4 separate regions of the Mus musculus genome follow, and regions 1, 3 and 4 are each linked to region 2. Evidence: chromatin contacts called from public targeted proximity ligation data. All regions are on one chromosome and are shown on one strand. The core of a region is the stretch at or near the end of the contact, and the rest is flanking DNA. Distances in the headings are between cores, read along the strand shown. Region 1 holds the start of 4931408D14Rik (RIKEN cDNA 4931408D14 gene). Region 2 holds the start of Rbp4 (retinol binding protein 4, plasma). Region 3 holds the start of Tbc1d12 (TBC1D12: TBC1 domain family, member 12). Region 4 holds the start of 1700122C19Rik (RIKEN cDNA 1700122C19 gene).

Region 1 (2,700 bases), core at 179-2,678, 860 kb after region 2:
TTCAGTGTTGCAGATCTGCCCCACCCCAACTCTGTTTTTGTTGTATCACACACACATTTGAATACATTATATTTTCATTCAGTTTAAAATATTCAGGTTTCGGGCTGGTGAGATGGCTCAGTGGGTAAGAGCACCCAACTGTTCTTCCGAAGGTCCAGAGTTCAAATCCCAGCAACCACATGGTGGCTCACAGCCATCTGTAACAAGATCTGACGCCCTCTTCTGGAGTGTCTGAAGACAGCTACAGTGTACTTACATATAATAAATAAATAAATCTTAAAAAAAAAATATTCAGGTTTCTCTTGAGACATCTTTGACCTATGTGACATTTAGAAATAAATTCATTTTGGTTTGTTTTGGGTGGTGATGTGCCTTTTGTTTTTTGCAATTCTAAGATGGTAAGCCTAGTCTAGTATGACCTTGGACTTTGTGGACTCAAAAAAAAAAAAAATCCTCCTACCTCTGCTGGCAAGTATTTGGGTCTAACAGCATGTGTCACCAGTTTAGAAATATAGCGTGCATTTGTCAAATATTTAGAGGTTTCCCGGCAATGTTTCCACTATTCTTAGTTTAATTTCACTCAACTCCAAGATCATGCATTTGTTTGCTTCCAGATAGTGGCTTGCTAGAGGCCAAGCTTCTAGCTCACAGTCCTGAGTGCTGGGATGAGAGGTGAGTGTTATCATGCCAGATGCCGACGCCTATTTTCTAGGGCTTTTGTTTTTAAGCTTGTTTAAGTGTGGTTTTCAGTCTGGAATGTAACCTCAGCGAATATTTTATCTGAATTTGAGAGTGATGTTCACCCATACTTGTCGGATGAGTGTTCTTCAAATGTCAACAGATCCAGATGACTAACGGCACCGGCTAGGACTGGCTAGGTTCCACTTGGCTTTGTGCATTTTCTCTCTGATAGGTCGATTACTGTCTGGTGCGTTGCTGGAGTATTGAGCGCTAATGGATTGAGCCTTTTTTGTGTTTTTGTTAAATGGTTTTCTGTTCCCTTGGCTATTTTGACTCCCTGCTGTTCAGCTTGATCATATTAATGACTGTAGGTCTTTTTGGACAATAGACTGCGTTTGTTTTGTGTGGTGCTCCTTTTTGCCCCTGGTCGTTTTCCTTGCACCAGCTGGCTCTGTGCCTGGAAGCTCGGAGCTTGCTCTCTTTGAGTCCTATCCCTGAAGTCGCCCATCCTCTGGGAGGCAGACAGACATCTTCAGCCTCTGAGGCTGATTTACAAACAAGAGTTGGATCCACAGAACAGCAGCCCGGAACTAGGGGCAAGGGTCACATGTCCAGTCAGAAAGAACGCCCTCCTTCACCCAAATTGCTCAAAACTGTTGTTGGCTCTTCTTCAAAACTCTTGATGTTTGGCAATACCGTGTGCACTTTGACCATAGCGTCCAGTGCCTTGTTGAGCAGTTTTCAGTAGACTTTCGCTTTGCACAAACATCTTCTCTGAGTGATCCAACACCTCCTGCAGCTCTGGCAAACTCTGGGTCAGCCCGGAGTCCCTCGAAGCTGGAGCTGAGGTCAGAGAAGCCCAGGACAGCCACGAAGCTGTGGGTCCTCGCGCCTAACAACCACGGTTAAGGATTCTGATACGTTACCAAACCGCCACCCAGAAAGGAATTGCAATGTGGACTTCTACAAGAAATCAGAAACAGTAAAGGTAGCCTGAAAGCCACACCGAAATTACCTGCTACCATCCAGGATGCTGAGCAGACAAGGGTTTGTGGGAATGGGGCGTGGCTAGGCGCCTAGGCACTTATGGATTCTCTTCTTTTCAGAACAGCCTTGCTGCCTGCAGGGGTGACTGAGGCCCTGAAGTCCAGAGCTTTGCTGAGTCGTCACTTGGGAGAGTAAATCTCCAATGGTCTGCCCGTGCAGTGAGCATTGTAACCTGTATCACTGTAAATCTTATTTGCAGTGAGTCCTTGTTCATCCCTTCAGTGTGTGTGTGGGGGGGGGGGGCTGGGGGGGGGCGAGGGAGGGCGGCAGAAGTCGTCCTTGGATATTATTTTCCAGGAGCTATCTATCTTGCTCTTGAAACGGTGCTCACAAAGAAGGATAGGCTGGCTGGCCACCAAAGCCTAGGGACTGTCCTGCCTTTGCCTTGCCCGCACTGGGGTTACAAGTGTGTGCTACCAGGCCTGATTTGTGTGTGTGCTAGGGATCAGACATGAATTCTCAATTGACTGACTGACTCCCTCCCCATTCTGCTGTTCAGAGCTTTTAAGTACTCAGCAGGGGAAAAAATTGCAGGTACACCTTGCTGACTTAACCTCTCTCTTTCAATTTCATAAATATATTTATTATTTAAATTGTGTATATGAGTGTGTATTGTGTATGTGTGTATAAAAAAAGAGTATGTGTATATGAGTGAGTATATGAGTAAATGCTTGTGTATGAGTGTGTATATATGTATGAGTATGAATGTATACTGTGTTATGAATATGTGAGAGTATGCATATGTAACTATACATATACACATATGAGTTAGTGTGTATGAATGTGTTATGTGTATTGTGAGTGTGTATATTTAACTATGTGCGTGTATATATATATATATATATATATATATATATATATATATATATATGAATGAGTATATTGTATGAATGAATGTGTATGTGTATGTGTGTACATGTGTATGTGAGAGAGTGTGTGTTTTCTTAAGCCTAAGTCATGTCTCTAACCTTT
Region 2 (2,700 bases), core at 169-2,668:
CTGGCCAGAAACACTCTTCCCTAGTTGTAGAGTCCTATGGAAATAAAACATGGTCTCTGGTGCCACAGAGACTACAAGGAGCACAATGGGTGCAGGGGTGGAGAGAGAACCAGGCAGGTGAATGTCCAAAAGCTCACAGGAAGCTGAAGGAGGCCGCAGGTATCTCTGCAAGGTTGCCAGGCATGGCTAAGGTGCTTGTTGAAAGAAATGGCAACTTAGTTCTTTCTGTGGCGTCTCTGTCTCTCCTCCTTTCCCCATCTCCTCTTATATAGCTATGGCAGAGTGGTCAATGTACTCTCATATGCTCAGACTTTGGGCAATGGAGACACAAATACTTTCTCGTCAAAAAAAATTTTTTTTTTTCCCACTAAATCTCATTTGGTCGAAATCTTCCTCCTTTTAACTGCTAGGTTCAGTTTGACAGATCGCAAACTCCAAATACAGAGGGAAATGTAGAGTTATATCGTGCCATAGGCAAAAAAAAAAAAAAAAAAAAAAAAAAAAAAAAAAAAAAAAAAAAAAAATCAACCCTTCAACAGCTTTTTTTGGCTACTACCATTAAGGTTATGGAATTCTTTCCCTCTCCTTTTTCTCTTCCTGAGCCAGTTTTCCTCGCTGTTCTGGAAATAAATAAATCCTAATATGGCTTAGAAATAAAAATGCATGGTAAACACTTGGCAATTATGTTTTTCAGTGTGGTTTCAGGGGAGTGTGGCAAGAGAAGTGGACGATCAACCACTCGGCCATTGGCGCTGAGAAAATATTTCCTGTCCTGACCAGGTTGCGTTTCTAGAGAATATTTAACAGGGAGCGGTTTAGTCCTTCTAAAGATGATGAAATGAAAGAATAAATATTGACCCAAACAGCACCACAACTCATCAAAGAGTAAAATATGCCCTTTCTCAAAGGGGGAAAAAAAAACAGCCAAAATATGCCAAAAAGCTTCTCACAACAGCTCCTCAGTAGAAGCAGGGGCCACTTGGGAAAGCCAGGGCCTGGACGCTAATGTTCCAGGCTACATCATAGGTCCCTTTTCGCTCAGTGAGGCCACCATCACCACACCATGGCCACGTAGGCCTCCAGCCAGGGCAACAGGACCTGGAGGCCACCCAAGACTGCAGCTGGCTGCCGCTGGGTCCCCGGGCCAGCTCTTGGCCCCGATGGATCCTCTGGGCTGGAGAGTTTGGCTCCACCGAGACCACCCTGAGCGGAGCTCGGAGCATAGGCGACGTGGGACGGCAAGGCTGACGGAGGGGCCCCGCGTGCGTTCAGGAGTGAGTCAGGGAGCGTTATGCAAGCTCGGCCGCCCCCCCCCCTCCCGCCCCCGGCACCTCCCCGCGGTCTTTCACCCCGCGCGGTTACGAAAGCGCGACCCCCTCCCCCCGGAGCTATAAAGGACCGACGGCCGCTCGGCTCCGTCGCTCCACGCGCGCGCGAACGCGGCGGCCAGGCTTGCACGCGGCTCCTGCTGGTGAGCCGCCGCGCGCTCCCCCGGGGACCTGCAGGGCGGGGTGGGGCGGGAGGGGGCGACGGGCGGCCTCGGTCCTCCGGCCCCGCGTTTACCCTGCGCCTGTCCCGCAGGGCAGACTCCGGGGTGAGATGGAGTGGGTGTGGGCGCTCGTGCTGCTGGCGGCTCTGGGAGGCGGCAGCGCCGAGCGCGACTGCAGGGTGAGCAGCTTCCGAGTCAAGGAGAACTTCGACAAGGCTCGTGTAGGTATCAGCCCGGGTTCCCCGATTCCTGCGGGTCAGAGGTGGAGCCCAGACTCCAGTCCCTAGCTCTCTCATCTCTTTCTCAGTTCTCTGGGCTCTGGTATGCCATCGCCAAAAAGGACCCCGAGGGTCTCTTTTTGCAAGACAACATCATCGCTGAGTTTTCTGTGGACGAGAAGGGTCATATGAGCGCCACAGCCAAGGGACGAGTCCGTCTTCTGAGGTCAGTGGCCTCTGGTGGGCTGTGTGCGGCGTTCCAAAGTGCCTCCCACCTTGCCTTTGGCTCCCTGGGAGCCCAACCCTCACTGGGATGGGAAAAGAGTACCTTGGATGAGGTAGAAGCCCTTTCCTGGCTTGGCTCAGGATTCTCTTGGCTTTTGCAGCAACTGGGAAGTGTGTGCAGACATGGTGGGCACTTTCACAGACACTGAAGATCCTGCCAAGTTCAAGATGAAGTACTGGGGTGTAGCCTCCTTTCTCCAGCGAGGAAGTGAGTAGTGGGGCATACATGGCCAAATCACTGCGTTTCTGTTCAGCGGCACCGTTGGGAAGGGCTTCGAGAGGCAGAACCCTCAGCCCTGTCTGAATTTAGGGGATGTGGGATTAGAAGCGACTGGATTCTCAGCCTAAAATACCTAATCCAAGTTCGGAAGGGCCTTTGGGCTTATCGGGTACCATTTCCCTGATCATCCACTGTGACTTACTTCACGCTGTCTCACACATTACCACTCCACTCTGTCTCTTGGAGTGGAATCTCTGAGACAGTAGGACAATCTGGAACATCGGCAGAGCTAGAGACCGATATCCAAGAGGAGGGAACTATGTGTCTGAGCTGGGTCACAGCCCAGGCCCCTCCCGGTGGACTCCCAGCCAGGCAGTGTTCTGGAAGCAATAGTCTCCTTTCCTTAAATACTCATATGCAAGGCAGGATTTTGAGAACTCCCAACAAAGTTCCCTAAAGTTTGGGATTCTTCTCAGGACACACAATTG
Region 3 (2,700 bases), core at 153-2,652, 710 kb before region 2:
TTCCACTAGACTTGACTTGAGTTGAATCCCCCCTATCCAGAGAATGGGAGAGGAAGAGCCCAAAGATTGTTTGATCTCCACGCAAGGATACATGTGCGCACACACATTAACACAAAATAAGTGTGCAGTTAAATTATTTTTTTTTTTAAAAAAAAACCTCGAATCCCCAAACTAATGGAACGGGCTTAGACTCCAAGCAAATAAACTTCACAGACTTCTACACCACACACTGCCGCCCGCCCAGTCCAAATCCTAGTAATACAATTACAAAAAAATAATAGGGCAGTGGTTATCTGATGTTCCAGATGAAGAAACTGAATGTGTAGTATTGGGAGGCTGGTCAGACCTGGAAGCACAACGCTTCCTGGGGACGGAGTAACACCAATCCTGGCTCCAGGCCCGGAGCTCACAAAGCCATCCGGTCCCCCTACCCTAGCGACAGATCAAAGCTGAGTCCCGACGTTCCTGTTCCGTACGCTGGAAGGCAGCCCGTTCCCGGCCCCGCCCAAGCCCCTCGCGCGGCCAGTGTGATACCTGGCGAAGAAATCCGCGAAGCCACCGCTCCGTCGAGCCCGAGCCGTGGTGCCCCCGGGACCCTGCTCTGCCGCTGGCAAGGGTGCGGACGGCCCCGCTGAGGGCAGGAGGTCGCCGGCGCTCTGACGGCGGCTCACCTCGAACGTGTTCCGAGAGCCGAAGCGGGCGTCGGGGAGGCCGAGGCTGGGCTCCGCGCTCTCGACGGCCCTCCCGGCAGGGGTGGCGGCTGCGGGGTCCGGGTCGTCCGTGTCCCCGGCCGCCAGGCAGCAGCTCCGCAGCGGGTCCTCGAGCGGCGCGGCCCAGTCGTCCAGGCCACCCGCACCGTCCACGCCCTCGTCCGCGGGCTCCAGCAGGCAGGGACGGCCGCAGGTTCGGCGGCGACGTGCCTCCTCTGGGCCGCGACGGTCCTGGCGCAGCAAAAAGCCCGAGTCTCCGTTGGTCATGCCTGAGCCGCGCGCCGCGGGGACTGCTGCCGCCGCCGCCTCCTCCGCCTCCGCCTCCGCCCCGCCGAGCCCGGGCTTCAGCGGGCCCGCGGCCGCCGCGAGGTACCGCTGCAGGAGCTGCCGCGGCGGCGGCGCCTCCTCCTCTCCAGCCTCCTCCGGCGGCTCCGCGGCGACAGCGCCTCCGCTAAAGCCGCTGGTGGCCGGGACGGTCTTCCCGTCCTGACCCATGGGCCCCGGGACTGGGAGCAGCTCGGCGTTCCTTCCCGAGCAGGCTCCGGCATCCTCGGGACCCATCATCTGAGGCGGCGGAGGAGGACTGCCCTGCGTGCAGGGTTCGCGGCCACGGCCGCCGCGACGTCCCCGGACCCACCCCTCCCACCCGGCGGCCGGGGCAGTTGCCGGAGGCCGGGCACGCGCTGGGATCGCGCACGCGCACCAGCGGGGCCGGGCCTGCCCGCGACCCGGCGCGTCCCCGAACCATAGAGACGGCAGCTAGAGCGACCCGGGAGGACAATCTGAGATCCTCCACCCGGGTGACAGTGCTTAGCCTAAGGGAGGGCAAGGCTCACTTCGCATAAACCATATCACTTGACGGCGATTTGTTTGTGAGAGGAAACTAAGGAAGTTAGTTTAAGTGCTCCTGTCTTGACAGTTTTTACCTTCTCTAACAGCAGTGAAGAACTCCTGGAACCGTTCAGGGCTTCGTTGTCCACATGACAGCCCCTTACCTATCTTTTCCACTTAGTCTTCCATGTTTACCAAAGTCTGATCTCCTAACACTTTTTAACACGTTGGTTGTTGGTTGTCGTGTCACCTGGGTACGGAAATGAAATGGAGCCAGGGCGAGAAGGACTGTTTGGCTCAGTGGTTAAGATTGCCGACTGCTCTTTCAAAGGTCCTGAGTTCAAATCCCAGCAACCACATGCTGGCTCACAACCATCTGTAACGAAATCTGATGCTCTCTTCTAGAGTGTCTGAAGACAGCTACAGTGTACTTACATATAATAAATAAATATTAAAAAAAATAACTGCAGCAACCTGTGGTAATGGATTAAGATATAATGACCGTTTAGTGGAAATAAAATGTATTTAATGTGTGAATCGCAAGACATAATAACTAGCCACAGGAGTGATAGGAGAGCAGCCAGGAATAACAAGGCTATGAGATTGCTGTGGTGTGAAGAAACAGGAAACTGGATTGGGGAAAGACATTGGAATTAACTAACATAGTGAGAGTTATAAACTTGGGTTAAAGTTCTGGTTTGGTCGAAGGGGCCATTTATGTAAGCCACAAAGGGGGTCGGGGGATATCAAGTGACTCTACCTCCATAGAAGAATGAGCATAGGGCAGAGACCCAATAGTGTTGGTATTTCAGAAGAGATGAAGTTGTTGTAAAAGGCCCAAATAGACATTGTTGTAGTAGGATAATGCAGTAACTAGAGACCATTCATTCTACAAATGCCTCTGAAAGCAAGTATAGAAATAGAATGGAATACTTAGCAAAACAAAGCAGTAAAAGCGTTTATTATCAAGATCTTTTGAAAGGTGGAAGATAGCTCAGTTGGTCACGTTGTCATGCAAGCATGAGGACCTTTCCTGTATCGCAGCACTCACATAAAAAGCCACTTTGTAGAATGCCCTTGTACAGCTAACATTGGAGAGGCAGTCCCTGGGATGCTCTGGTAACCGGCCTGGCTAAGGCAGCTGGCCTTAGATCTTATT
Region 4 (2,700 bases), core at 110-2,609, 660 kb after region 2:
AAACTGGAAAGCAATACTCCACCCCGCTAAGCAGAGGCAGTTTCACTAAGACAGATGGAAACAGAAATGGGACCACATTCACTTGGTTATTTGCATAGGGCCAGCCACTGCAAGCTGGAGCCTCAGGACTCAGCCAATGCCTTCTTAGAACTCCTGAAAAGCCACCCCTCCTCTTGTGCTCAGGTCTCATTTGGTGACCCTTTATCCCTTAAGGACTACATCTAAATGATGGGGGCAGGGAGGGAGGTGTCGAAGTACAGCCGAGAGTCATGCTGCCTTGGTTCAACTCTTCATGCTGCCCCTTCAGCTCTGGAGACTTGAATAAATCACTTCATTAAACCTCTGTGCCCTCAACTACAAAGCACTGACAGAGCAGTGACAGAGTGCACTGGATCGAATTGTGCCTGTGGCACCGATAGAGAGTGTACCATGCGCCCGAGCTGTTGTTAGCATTAGTGACTCTGCCATTCCTTCCGAAGGCCTCTCAGAACTCATAAGTTTCTCAAACTTAGATTTTTGTTTCAAATGAAAAAATACTTAATCTGTGGGTGTAATGGCATATGTTTTTAGTTCCAATACTCAGAAGTTTGAGTCATGAGCATAACTTGAGCCTGGGAGTTCAAGGCTACCCTAGGCAGAACAGTAAGACCCCAGATAAGAAATAAAGCATTCATGTTCTTTTGAAATGATTAGAAAAATTTTGTCTGGACTTCATTCAAGGTGTCACAGATGACATCAGGGAAAAAGAACTCTGAATTGATTGTTAAGCTATCCTTGAATGGTTGCTCAGAGCTGCATTCCGTGCATAGAATAAGAAAGAGGAGAAGGAAGAGAAAAAAGAGAAGCTAAGGATGGGACAGTGCAAACGAAAGATCTTACTGCAGAAGGTCAGATGGCAGAGCCATCCATGAGGAAGAGCCCCTGAAGGCGGTCAGAGTTCAGTCATCTTAAATGACACCATGGACAAAGCTGGAGAGAAAGCCACGCTTGAGATTCATAATTGTACATCTAGAAAACGGTTCTCAACTAGAGACTTTGTTCCCAGGGAATGTGTTACAGCGTGCAAAGATCTTTATCATGCTTGGAGGCGTGGAAAGGGAGCTTCTGGTATCACTAGGCAGAGACTCAACACCTTACCTGCACAGGACAGCCCCCTACAACAGAGCTGTCCAGTCCCAGATCTCACCGGGGTGGGAAGTCCCAAAATGGTGACTGTCCGCTGAAGGGCTTTTCAGTGTTTTTACATACTCTGTCCCTTACAATAACTAGTGTTCTCAGACTCCATTCACCTTGGCAATTCCTCTTCCTGCCATCGCCTTCAGGGCTCCTGCTCACTCGCCTAATGTCCTCATGTTTCTCAAAGGGGGGGAAGGAAGCAACCACCAAAGCTGGTCGTTGTGTGACGTCACAATAAAAATCCCAGAAGCCTCCTCATCAATGCCGCTTTAGATAAGTCAACACTTTCCACTCAAATGGGCAACCATCCGGGAAGATTCAATGAAAAGAGTTTCAGCAGCACCCCCCCCCCCAATACACACACGCACACGCGCACGCGCGCACACAGCAGCGGCAGCAACACTAAAACAACAACAAGATGTAGTTTATCAAGATATTAATCAGAAAGGGTTTTCTTGGCTCTTAGTGAGAGTAGCTCGCCAATCAAACAGCAGAGGACAGTGACTGCTGCCTGTTGACCCTGCTAACTCAGTACTATGCTGTGGTAAACTGATAAATTTGTTTAAAAGAGAGTATGCCTCCTTTTACTATATGACTCTCTTGGATGTCTTTTTCTAAGGGGAGGAGCCCAGCTTCCAAGAATCTTGAGTTCAAGCAAGGGAGGAACTGAATCTTCCATGTGAGCCCCGTATAGCCCCAGACGCGGGCCCTTGGGACGTAAAGCATATCCCTTCTTAGAAGCTGCCTCTCTGCTCACGTCAGATAGGAGAGGAAATGGAAAGGTCTTTCCATGAAGCCAAGAGCACAGGGGTGTGGGAGGGGAGTAGGCTGGTAGGAGTACTGGCATGTTTCTCCAAATACAGCCCCTCTCAGAACTACTTGACTTTGGTAGCTAATGCAGGGCTGAGATGACTCGAGCAAGCACCAATGACATTCCAGAAAATCAACCACCAAAATCAGGAGTTTCAGAAAAGCGATAGCTCGGCGGCATCTTTAAGAGTCATTGATGTGTAGCAAGGCTGAAAGGGGTGGATTAAGAACAGAACATACGCTGGGCAGAGTGGTGCAGGCCTTTAATCCCTGCAAGCAGACCTTTGCGTGTTTCAGGCCAGTCTGGTCCACATAATGAGTTCCAGGCCCCACCTCTTGGGCTCTGGTCCCCTTGTACTAAGTCAATGGAAAAATATCTAAGATTGGTGGGCATAAATTTTTACTTCAACTTTGAAATGTTGATATTAGCCAGGTGAGGTAGTAGTATACGCCTTTAATTTCCACACTCAGAGGCAAAGGCAGTCAGATCTCTGAGTTCAAGGCCAGCCTGGTCTACAGAACAAGTTCCAGGACAGCCATAACTGCACTTGTCTAAAAATAAAATAAAATAAAATAAAATAAAATAAAATAAAATAAAATAAAATAAAATGATAAAAAGGTTTATTTTACCTAGAGAAACCCTGTCTCAGAAAAAAAATAAAATAAAATGATGATATTGTGGTGGCTCACACCTGTAATTCCAGATTAAAAGCA

What was found.
Region 1: a contact with region 2 is called in a targeted proximity ligation map of pancreatic cancer cells. A contact is called at or near these places in 1 of 39 promoter capture datasets (pre-B cells) and 1 of 130 datasets of targeted methods (pancreatic cancer cells).
Region 3: a contact with region 2 is called in a targeted proximity ligation map of pancreatic cancer cells. A contact is called at or near these places in 1 of 39 promoter capture datasets (hippocampal neurons) and 1 of 130 datasets of targeted methods (pancreatic cancer cells).
Region 4: a contact with region 2 is called in a targeted proximity ligation map of pancreatic cancer cells. A contact is called at or near these places in 1 of 39 promoter capture datasets (hippocampal neurons) and 1 of 130 datasets of targeted methods (pancreatic cancer cells).

The regions. Positions count from the first base shown.
Region 1 is chr19:37,262,823-37,265,522 of GRCm38.p6, reverse strand. 4931408D14Rik (RIKEN cDNA 4931408D14 gene) reads left to right here and starts at 1,428. Exons shown (of 3, transcript NR_040299.1): 1 at 1,428-1,669; 2 at 1,788-1,926.
Region 2 is chr19:38,123,529-38,126,228 of GRCm38.p6, reverse strand. It overlaps Rbp4 (retinol binding protein 4, plasma), which reads left to right and starts at 1,418. Exons shown (of 6, transcript NM_011255.3): 1 at 1,418-1,471; 2 at 1,582-1,710; 3 at 1,797-1,933; 4 at 2,094-2,200. The coding sequence starts at 1,600. It overlaps Gm32440 (a long non-coding RNA gene), which reads left to right. Exons shown (of 4, transcript XR_877843.2): 4 at 1-475.
Region 3 is chr19:38,835,281-38,837,980 of GRCm38.p6, reverse strand. It overlaps Tbc1d12 (TBC1D12: TBC1 domain family, member 12), which reads right to left and starts at 1,402. Exons shown (of 13, transcript NM_145952.4): 1 at 535-1,402. The coding sequence starts at 1,274.
Region 4 is chr19:37,463,913-37,466,612 of GRCm38.p6, reverse strand. It overlaps 1700122C19Rik (RIKEN cDNA 1700122C19 gene), which reads right to left and starts at 1,359. Exons shown (of 2, transcript NR_131009.1): 1 at 1,290-1,359.